Regions from separate parts of the Sus scrofa genome. Here all the other regions are linked to region 3. Evidence: chromatin contacts called from public HiChIP or PLAC-seq data. All regions are on one chromosome and are shown on one strand. Each heading gives the region's core, a stretch centred on a gene start, on an enhancer-like site or on the middle of the called end of the contact. The rest is flanking DNA. Distances are from core to core; before and after follow the strand shown. Region 1 overlaps CDK14 (cyclin-dependent kinase 14). Region 2 overlaps CDK14 (cyclin-dependent kinase 14). Region 3 overlaps CDK14 (cyclin-dependent kinase 14).

Region 1 (3,368 bases), core at 287-2,786, 290 kb before region 3:
CATCCAGATCCATACAGATTGTTAGCAACAAAGTGTGTTTGGCTCATGTCTACATGGTTTCAAGCCATCTTTTCCTAACCATTGCACATACTGCTTCCACAGGATAAGGCCTTGCTTGGAAAGACTAGATCCTTGTTGAGGAGTCCAGATGGTTCACCCAGATGCTCTGACTTGTTTTAACTGTGGATCAAACAGAGGCAAACCTACTGTTTCATTAGAAGAAAATAAACCAATCACTTTGAAGTGTCTTCCCACCAAAGATGTGCTCAGCTGATTTCCAAATGCAAGATGTTTAGATTTATGACAAAATCTGGAGTTTCCATTGTGGCTCAGCAGATTACGAACCTGACTGGTATCCATGAGTATTCAGTTCGGTCTCTGACCTCAGTCAGTGGGTTAAGAATCCACTGTTGCCCTGAGCTGTGGTGTAGCTCGAAGATCTGGCTTGGATCTGGCATTGCTGTGGCTGTGGCATAGGCCGGCAGCTGCAGCACCGACTCAACCCCTAGCCTGGGAACTTCCATATGCCACAGGTGCAGCCCTAAAAAGCAAAAAAAAAAAAAAAAAAAAAGAAAGAAAAGAAAAAGAAAAAAGATTTATGACAAAATCTTGAGAGACAGTTGAAACATTCTTGGTTTATTATGCCTGAATGAAAGAAAGACTGCCTTTTAAGTACCTGCAATCCTTGAGAAGGATAGTTCTGGACAGTTAATACTTTTCACTCCAGCAGCTCTCAGCGAGTCTTGCCAGCAATTCTCAAGCAGTTTAAAGCTTGCCGGTCACATGTACTATTTAATTTCCTTCAGCTGGAGATGAAAGCCATTGACCACTCACCTGCATTAGGAGATGACAGGCTGCCTGTGCTTATTTGCTTTACAGTGGCAAGGTCAGGCAGAGAACAGCAGTTACCTGCCATCTAGCAATGTTTGAGAGCTGAGTTTGTTGGTGTGTCTCCCAGAGCACTTCATAATTTAAAGAGTCAAAATGTTGGGATCCCTGTTCCGGTACTTCTTACCACTCTTCCATAGCTGTCTGCACCCCTGCCTCCATCTTTAACCATTTAGCATTTTCCCCAAGAGCTGCTATTGTTATCTTGCCGTAAAGCTGCCTGGCATTTTAGAGGTGCCACTGATACTTGATTGGTGAGTATCATATAGATGTGTGTACTGATTTACGGCTTTCAGGTTTGGATTTTGCCGTAGAACTCATTGTATTACTTTGCTAGGACTGCCAAAACAAAGTACCGTAGATGAGTGGCTTAAACCACAGAAATTTATCATCTTGTAATTCTGGAGACTTGATGTAAGATCAAGGTGTTGGCAGGGTTGGTTCCTTCTGAGGGCTGGTCCTGTAAGGGAGAGTGTGTTCCATGCCTTTCCTAGCTTTTGTGGTGTGCTGGTGTCTTTGGCATTCCTGGTTTGTAGATGCATCACCCTGATGTCTTTCTTCATGTTCACATGGTGTTCTCTCTCTCTGCATATTTGTCTCCACATCTACATTTCCCCTTTTTATAAGAACACTAGTCATTTTGGATTAGGGCCCTCTGTGATGACCTCATTTTAGCTTGGTTACTTCTGTACAGACTCTATTTCCCAATAAGGTCACAGTCTGAGGTATTAGGGGTGAGAGCATCAACATATCTTCTTTGGAGGGCAGAGTTCAATCCATAGCACTCATTAATTTCAAACCTCACTGATTTGGCATTGTTTTCATGACAGCGTTCTCCTTCCTCTCCTACTTATGGTATGTATGTCGTCTTTCATTTTATGGCTCAAATAATATAAGCAAAATATATCCTCCCATCAAAAGATTTGTATGATTGTCAACTTTGATACAGTTGCCATTAGCCATTGTTTAGAAACTTGAGAAGAAGTGGAAAGGCTTTTTATTACTCTTGGATTTTCTTGAGTTTCTTATTCCTATAAGGATGCATAGGTTGGGGAGAAATTGACTGAGATTCCTATCCTGTGTTGCCCTTGGTAATGAACCTCTAAAGAATGTGGTTGGTTAGCTGCGACCATATCAACACACAACACTCATAAGTAAGTTGTCTTAAAAAAACAAAGCTTTGAGCTTCCCACATTTTTATATTTGAGTATAGTTCTGTTCTGTTTTGTTTTGAAACCAGTGTTCTCCAGATTCTTAATACTTTGTGCATGTGTGTGTTTATATTTGGGGAAGGGAGGCAATTTATCTTCACTCTCACTGCTAATCTTTATCCTGGCTTGATTTCCTGATTATGTTTTCTAAATCCCTATAGTGTTTAATAGAGGATTAAAAAAAATCATGCATTGTATAATATTCTGCATTTTAAAACATGTGGCATTTAAAAATGTCTTTAGTTCAGCACCTTGAAATCATCTTTTCAATTTCCCAAGGACTTTTGCTCTTTAAGAGACTTGTTAACATTTTTTGAGTTTATTCAACTAATGACTAGTATTTGTTGTTTTTATGCTGTCCGTGAAAAAGAGGCAACCTAGTTACAGATTCTGCCCTCAGGAAACTTAACAGTCTTGAAGGGAGATGGTCCATATACATAAAGAACTCTATGTAAGTTAGAAGGTTGTGTATTCTAGGAAGATAGAATGAAGTGAGAAAGGCCTGGGTCCAATGGCCTGGGGCTTCAAAAGGAAGAGAGGATGATGTGGACCAGAGTATTTTAAAATATGTCTCTTCATTCAAAGAGGGCATGAAAGGTGACCTCGTTCTCTCCAGTGGCAACTGATTGAATTTACAGCCTCACGTGCTTTTATGTTTTTGTTTCTTTTTCTTTTTTTCTTTTTGCTTTGTCTTTTTAGGGCTGCGCCTGTGGCATATGGAGGTTCCCAGACTAGGGGTCGAATCCGAGTTGCAGCTGCAGGCCTACACCAGAGCCACAGCAACTTGGGATCTGAGCCGAGTCTGCGACCTACACTGCAGCTCATGGCAACGCTGGATCCTTAACCCACTGAGCAAGGCCAGGGATTGAACCTGCAACCTCATGGTTCCTAGTCAGATTTGTTTCCACTGCATTACAATGGGAACTCCCTCACGTGCTTTTAAATCAAGCCCCCCTCAGTGCTGTGTGTGTTCATAGGACTCCTTGGGAGAGTTCCCTTTTGGGACTTGTCCTATAATCACATAGAATGAAATTTTCACTTTTTGTTACCAGACTTTTCACACAAATCTATTAAGACAAATTGACTTATTAGGATTACTGTGCAGTTTTAAAATTATAGTTGATTTACAGTGTTGTGCCAATTTCTGCTGTATAGTTAAGTGACCTAGTCATACATATATGTACATTCTTTTTTTCATACTATCTTTCATCATGTTCTGTCCTAAGAGATGGATATAGTTCCCTGTGCTGTACTGTAGGACCTCATTGC
Region 2 (3,441 bases), core at 413-2,912, 430 kb before region 3:
GTAGGGAATTTTGTTGAAGCCTGTCGTATTTGGAGAGAGAGCATTATAAGAATAATCATTTTGCCCTTTACTTATTGTATATCTGGCCTCTGATGAAAATATGAAGCTTTTTTGTTCTGTGGGCTCAGTCTACACATTTGATGTGGATATACTAATCATGTATAAGAATATCCCAAATAAAATTTTATTGGTCTTAATTTCTTGTTTTGGTTTTTTCCCCCTCACAGAGTTTCTTAAAGGTTTGGCCCAGCATATAGCCAATGTGAAGGGCTAAATAAGTAATTGTGTTGGAGAAACACATGGTTAAGCCAGTTTGAAGGATGAAAGAAGAATTTTTGAATATTGATTTTTGGTTTAATGATTTGCTTTAAAATAATAATGATACCTAAATTACAAAAGGTTAGAAAATAATCTCCCCTAGCGTAAAATTACCATACATAAAACCTTTTGAAATTTGGAAGCAAAGCCCTTCAATTAGGTATAAATTTATGTTTATAGAAAGAATTTGAAATGCCTGAAGCCATGGTGATTCTTGGATTGTTCTTGTGGGTAATTTGAAAGGTTAAAGTTATGAAGTTCATGCTTCATGCCTCTGTTATTTTAGCTCAGATAAGTTGCCAGACAGAGTGTTGACTATGCTTGGCTCTTTGAAGGAGAAATACAGCAATTTTGCAATTGAAAGAAACCTTTGAAATGTAAAAAGTTTCATTTGTTTCTGCTATATAATGCAGATAATTAAGCTCTTATTTGTTTGGAAAAAATGGGTTATTTTTTCTGATTATTTATCATTTATTTCTGATTATTCTCTGTTCTGGTCAGTTTTTATTATATTTGGGAGGTAGAAGGGGCTGCCAATACTTACTTTAGCATTTTCCAGCTATTTTATTTTTTGCGTCCTAGCAATATGTGTACACAGCATATAAAATATCTTAACATTTTTACATCTGGTCTATAACTGCTTAAGGTATAGAATGTAAGTTAATTTGCTTCATATCTGCTTAGTATAATAACTTTGGGAGATAGATGGGGGCAGTGTACATGGATCTCAGTTTCTAGTACATGTCCCTCTTTGTTATTTTTGTATAAAAATATAACTCTAATATTGGAGATGATAAATACGGCACTGATTTTTATGAGAACCAGAGTCTAGGGATTGGGTACAAATATTATTTGGGGGTATTCCTGGTCTTTCTTTCCCGTCCTTTGAGGGTGGGGGGAGCTGTTGCGGTCTTTTCTCACCCTGTCTTCATTATTGGAGGCCTCAGTGTCTTGTAAATAATGTGCTTATTGTGTTCAGTGTTCCAGCTTCAGACTTCCCTGGCTTCCTTATCTAAAATACTGCATCTCAGTAACAGGCGTTCCTTAGCTCCCTTAGCTCTTCTTGTTGTCTTCTGTCTGGTCTTTGCTGGCTTCCAGTTTCCAGAGACTCCTGCTCTGCCTGCCCAGTCCCGTTCTTCCAGCTCACGGCCCATCCCCCTTCCTTTGTTTCCTTTTCCTCTTCTCTCTTGGTGTTTCACTCCCTTGACTGTATCCCCCATGGCCTCACCCCTTTGAACTTTGCTTGTAATCTATTCTACCAGCTCCCGATTTTGACCTGGCATCTTTTCCTCTCTTACCCAGTGGCTGCCAAAAGCTGCTTGAGGAAATCACTCTGTAAATAAATCTCTGGTCTCCAGCCTTAGCTGGAACCCGAGGCAGCTGTGCAGAGTCTTGCCCTGTTCGGCTGGCCTGTTTCCTGTCGAAACATTTCCATTCCCCTCAAACCTTCTAGCCACCCGCCCCCACGCCTCCTTCCTTTCCTAGATGACTTTCCCTCTCTATTAATTTGCTAGAGGTGCCATAGAGAAATACCGCAGACTCGGTGGCTTAAACAACAGACATTTACTGCCTGACATTTCTGAAGACCAGAAGTCTGAAATCAAAGTGTTGGCAGGTTTGGTTTCTTCTGAGGGCTGTGAGGGCAGGATCTATTCTAGGTCACCTCGTCTGTGTGTTTTCACATTGTCTCCGTTCAGTGAGTGTCTGTGTATCCCAACTTCCCTGTTTCATAAGGGCATCAATCATGTTGAATTAGGGGCTCACCCTCCTCCAGTGTGACCTCATCTTTTTTTTTTTTTTTTTTGTCTTTTTGCTATTTCTTTGGGCCGCTCCCGTGGCATATGGAGGTTCCCAGGCTAGGGGTCGAATCGGAGCTGTAGCCACCGGCCTACGCCAGAGCCACAGCAACGCGGGATCCGAGCCGCGTCTGCAACCTACACTACAGCTCACGGCAACGCCGGATCGTCAACCCACTGAGCAAGGGCAGGGACCGAACCCGCAACCTCATGGTTCCTAGTCGGATTCGTTAACCACTGCGCCACGACGGGAACTCCCTCATCTTGATAATAACTGATTATATCGGCAGTGCCCCTGTTTTTGAATGAGATCACATTCAGAGGCACTGTGGTCACTTAAGACTTAAACATAAGAAATTTTGATAGATACAGTTCAACAGACAACACCTTCCAGCTTCTTAGAACACTTAATAATATTAGACATCAGCCCCTTGTCTGCACATGTACCTTCATTTTCTCCAATCTTCCTTTTTTTTTTCCCCACCACCTGAGAGAAGAATGGGTCTTTTATTCTGTTCTGGGCTAGTTCCTCCTCTTATCCTCTTAATTCCTTTCCCTCCTTTCCACTCTGGAAGCTTGTATAATTGATTCTTTCCTTTTGCCTCTGTGTTTCTTGTCTCTTGGCTTTTACAGATATTTCACCAGAGGTTCTGAGCATGGCTGGGTCTTCCCTATCGCTTCCATCATAATGGAAACCCCTGTACTCTGTGATCACTTTTTCATGCTCTCCTGGGGTAGTTGGTCTGTCCCTTGCTTCTGGCTACTCTGTTATTGTATTTACATCAGCGTGGCTGCCTCAGCTTTCTGTTGGGAACTCCATCCCCAGATATCTGGCTGCCCATTAGATGTTTCTGCCTCTGTATCTTATAGACACCTTGATCTCAGTGCACACGAAATGCAGTTGACCCTTGAACAATCTCATGGGTTTGAACTGCACAGATGGGCTCATCCGTGAATTTTTTCTAGCAAATGCAGTTGGTTCCATTTGTGGATGTAGAACTGTGGATATAGAGGGCCAACTGTTAGACTCAAATTTTTGACTTCATGGAGGATTGATACCCCTCACCCCTGAGTTGTTCAAGGGTGATCTGCATTACTGATTCTTACATTCTCTGAACATGCACCTTTCCTCTTTCCTTTCACATGATTGGCTTTCACAGATTTTCCAAGGCAAAAACCTGACACCATCATGAACTTCTTCCAAGCTCCACCTTCAAGCTTTGACTTGGTTCTTGTTCCTCCTGTCCTGCCCATTCCTGCTGCTGAGGTTCACATTCAGCCTCGTCCTTTCCTGCCTGGGCTGTGGTGGTCTTCTAACGCCATCCCT
Region 3 (3,717 bases), core at 621-3,120:
GCCCACTGCCTCATACACAGTTAGTGCTCAGTAAATAGGAAAAATACTTTCATTCAAGAAAAAGAAGATGGCAGTCAGTCTGGGCATGTGTTATATGTCATCTATGACACATCTACATGTCACTAAATTTTAATTGGCCTTAAGATTGCAGTGGAAGTGAACATCCATGGAAAAACTGAGTATTTCTTTTGTTATTCTTCACATTCTGCCAATTTTGAGAAATGATTTGCAGCCTCTTGTTGTAAGAGACACCTAAGGTATAAGATGTTAAAGGACAGGAAAACAGGTGTTGGTAGGTGAGCTCTGACTTACAGCCTGTCCTCTGTGCCATCACTGTCACCTCTACTAGCTCCTGGTAGTATTGGAGGCCACCTCTTTTCCAAATGCTATCTAAACAAATAATCTTACACAGGAACTCTCAATGAAGGTGTGCTTGTGGTGATAACTTCCTGTCTACTGCTCATATTTTTGGGGTTGAAAAATTCAGTTAGAACAAATTATTTTTTTCTTTTATTCTTTCTTTCTTTTTTTTTTTTTTTTTTTAAAGTTCCTAGGCCAAGGATTGAATCTGAGCCTCAGCTTCAACCTATGTCGCAGGTGCAGCAACACCAGATCCTTTAACCCACTGCACTGGGCCAGGGATCAAACACATGCCTCTGTAGTGACCCGAGCCACTGCAGTTGGATTCTTAACCCACTGTGCCACAGCAGGAGCTCCTAGAATGAATTCTTTAAAGCAGTGCTCTGAAACTTTAGTTTGCGCAAGAATTACCCAGGGTTCGTGTTGAATTATAACTTCTGATTTATCAGGTCGGGAATGGGGTCTGAGCTGCTTTCTGCAGGTGATGCTGCTAATTTGGGCACCACATTTTGAACAGCAAGGCTTTAGCATCTAGTGCTCCAGCCTCCAGATGCCTCTTCCTAGGTTATTTATTTTTTTTCATTGTGTGCTGCTGCTTCAGGCAGTCAGCCTACTTCTGCTGCAGTTACTTGGCAATATCGCCCCCTCCAGCCTCCACCCTCAGGCTCCTGAACAACATGCAGGGACATTTCCAAAGGGCACCGCAGGGGGACTGACAGTCTGAAGCCCTGACACAATAACATCACTCAGGGGAAAGAAGGGAGAAGCTGTGGAAATGAGAATGAAATCAATGAGGGAGTCAGGGTTTAGTGAGACAGAGAGTAGAAACAGTAGGAGGAAAGGGAGAGGGAAAAGAATGAAAATTTCATTGGAGGAAAATATATTTTAAATGAGTTGCTCTCACTGCAGTTAAGAGTGTTACCTGGAATAGTTTTCACGTTTAGTTTCTAGTTACCTTCTCATTTCTCTAACAGCCAGCTACTTGTTTTGTTCATTCATCTGCTGAAAGTCTTTTGTAGTCTCTGGACCCAGGCTAAAGACTTAACAAAAAAATCTATATACCATCTCCCTAAACCCAGGGCCTCTGAGAGATGGCCTAGTTAGATGGGGCTGGTCAGCCAGCCCAGCCTTGTTGCAACATTAGAATCACTGGGGAGGTTTGGAAAATTCCACATACCTAACCTGCACCTTGCACTAAAGTTAAATCAGAGTATCTGAGGTAGGTGCCAGTCTTTGGTACTTTATTTAATCTGTGTTTTTTAATGCTTCCCAGGTGCAGCCAAGCACCACTAAGCCAGACCTATATCTTCTAGACCTCATCCTTTACGCGTTTGGGTTCCTTCACATCTAAACCTTTGCCATGTCAAAAATTCTGCACGATGTTTCGGAAACACCATCTCCCTCAATCCAACACCTTCAGTTGAACAGCTGATTAAATAGTCAAACAGCTTTCTGAAGCCCCGCAGCTTTTCATTTTCTCAGTCCAGTGGCTCCCCCTGCTGGCTTATGCTGGGTAAAGCTCCCTGCTCTGCAGAATCTCATTACTGGTTTTGCTGCTTTAACCTGGAATCACACAGCTGTTAACAGCAGCTCTTCTAATCCCACATCCAACCTGTGTGCCCTTGGTCACTGCCAAAAATGAACAGTCTGAACATGATAACCCCTTGTCTGGTAGCACTTTAGGTAAGGCCTAAGGAGTGATGGAGCAACTATAAATACAGACATACACACATAATATGCAAAAAACCACATGTATTTTGCCTTCAAGATATTCTGATAATAGCGGTTGAGCGTGCTGGTTCCCTGCAAAATAACTGACATTGACATATACTTTGGATAGAAAACAGGGAAGGAAAGCTTTCATTCATACCTACTCTACCCTCTTTCATCTAATATATCCTCTTTCTTATCACCTCATCTCTCCCTAGCTGCCCCCTAAGTTATAGCTACAGCTAAGTAAAAATGGAGGTAGATGTCAATGCATGACCTCATCTTATCCCCCAAACTCTTTGTGGCCACGTTACTTTAGACTTTTATGGCACACGACAGTTGTGTCTAGAGAAACAGAATTTGATCCTTATTTTATCCGAATGCAAAATGTACAGTCCGACCCTTGGTTCTGATGAGACCTCATAAAACCGTGAATTCCCGTTTATACAGCTCTAGTCCCTGGATTGCCCGCCTTTGTCATTTATTAATGCCTTACCCCCCGGGCCCCCATCAACACTACAGGTGCCTGAGCCACTCAAGGTGCTGTCCCAAACCGTTTCTTTCTCACTCAGGGTAGACATGTCCAGCCCACCTCCTGGGACGTGGGAGCACCCCCTGACCTTTCTGAGTGCATCCTTTGACGACTGCTGTATTTATTTTTGTCCCTCTTCACAGGCAGCACCTGGTCACCTGGGGCTGGTGCAGCCATCCAGATGGGCCCTGGCTGGTAGAGGTGTGAGTCAGTGATTAAATCTGCATTGTTGTTTACTGCTGCATAATCACAGTACCACAAACTTAGCATCAGAACACACACTTACCATCTCACAATAGCTGGGGGGACAGGAGACCAAGCATGGCTTAGCTGGGGGCTCGGCTGCAGGGTCTTACAGGGCTGCAGTCAAGGTATGAGTTGGGCTGGCCATCTTTTGTGAGGGTGTCCTAGAGAGGGATTTGCTCCCAAGCCCATTCAGCTTCTGGCAGGCTGCTGGCCAAGGGCCTCGGGTCCCTGCTGACTCTTGGCTGAGGCCACCTCAGTTCCTTATCTTGCAGCCTTCTCGTGACCACCTGCTTTCTCGAAGCCCTCAAGGGGAAGAGTCTCCTAGTAAAATGGGCGTCAGCATCTCACACGATGTAATCACAGAAGTGACATCTGATCACTTCAGCTACTCTTTTGGTTAGAAGCGAAGTCACTGGTCGCATCCACACTCCAGGGGACGGACATGAACACCAGGAGCCAGGGACTCAGGGGCCACCTTCAAGTCAGCCCACCTCCATCTTCTTTAATTTCTACTAGGTGACCTCATGGAATTTATGCTCAACTAAAAGCCCTGGGTCTTATTTTATACAAATTATTGCCTGCCGGGTCTTCCCATCTTGAGCAATTAATGAGTAAAACCTAAATCCTGGACATTATGTTTATTGCTATTAGGTTTCCCGGTGTTAGCTTCAGCCAGTTGCTCCTTTCAGATGAAACATTTTTTCTTCCTATCTCAGCCATCAGAATATCATACATCCCTTCCATTTCATATCAGCTGAAAATGTAAGATTTTTCTTGTATCTTCCTTTAAGTCACTGATGAAAATGCCGAAGAGGTTAGTACTAGTGCCGTGTGTGTGTGTGTGTGTGTGTGTGTGTGTGTTTGCACAT

Evidence for each region. HiChIP or PLAC-seq counts read pairs in DNA pulled down with a chosen protein or histone mark.
Region 1: a contact with region 3 is called in an H3K27ac HiChIP or PLAC-seq map of alveolar macrophages. The contact joins two enhancer-like sites. A contact is called at or near these places in 1 of 47 Hi-C or Micro-C datasets (embryonic fibroblasts) and 1 of 2 datasets of contacts at active chromatin or transcription factors (alveolar macrophages).
Region 2: a contact with region 3 is called in an H3K27ac HiChIP or PLAC-seq map of alveolar macrophages. The contact joins two enhancer-like sites. A contact is called at or near these places in 2 of 47 Hi-C or Micro-C datasets (brain and embryonic fibroblasts) and 1 of 2 datasets of contacts at active chromatin or transcription factors (alveolar macrophages).

The regions. Positions count from the first base shown.
Region 1 is chr9:70,837,940-70,841,307 of Sscrofa11.1, forward strand. The region is part of intron 4 of CDK14 (cyclin-dependent kinase 14); the gene reads left to right. Among named protein-coding and RNA genes, the nearest start is that of CDK14, 160 kb to the left of the region's middle. Within about 2 kb of position 1,537, at least 5 of the 83 cell types and tissues checked have an H3K27ac peak or open chromatin away from gene starts, as enhancers often do. A contact at or near this core is called in alveolar macrophages, where this site is marked.
Region 2 is chr9:70,694,584-70,698,024 of Sscrofa11.1, forward strand. The region is part of intron 2 of CDK14 (cyclin-dependent kinase 14); the gene reads left to right. Among named protein-coding and RNA genes, the nearest start is that of CDK14, 18 kb to the left of the region's middle. Within about 2 kb of position 1,663, at least 30 of the 83 cell types and tissues checked have an H3K27ac peak or open chromatin away from gene starts, as enhancers often do. A contact at or near this core is called in alveolar macrophages, where this site is marked.
Region 3 is chr9:71,128,926-71,132,642 of Sscrofa11.1, forward strand. The region is part of intron 10 of CDK14 (cyclin-dependent kinase 14); the gene reads left to right. Among named protein-coding and RNA genes, the nearest start is that of FZD1, 220 kb to the right of the region's middle. Within about 2 kb of position 1,871, at least 7 of the 83 cell types and tissues checked have an H3K27ac peak or open chromatin away from gene starts, as enhancers often do. A contact at or near this core is called in alveolar macrophages, where this site is marked.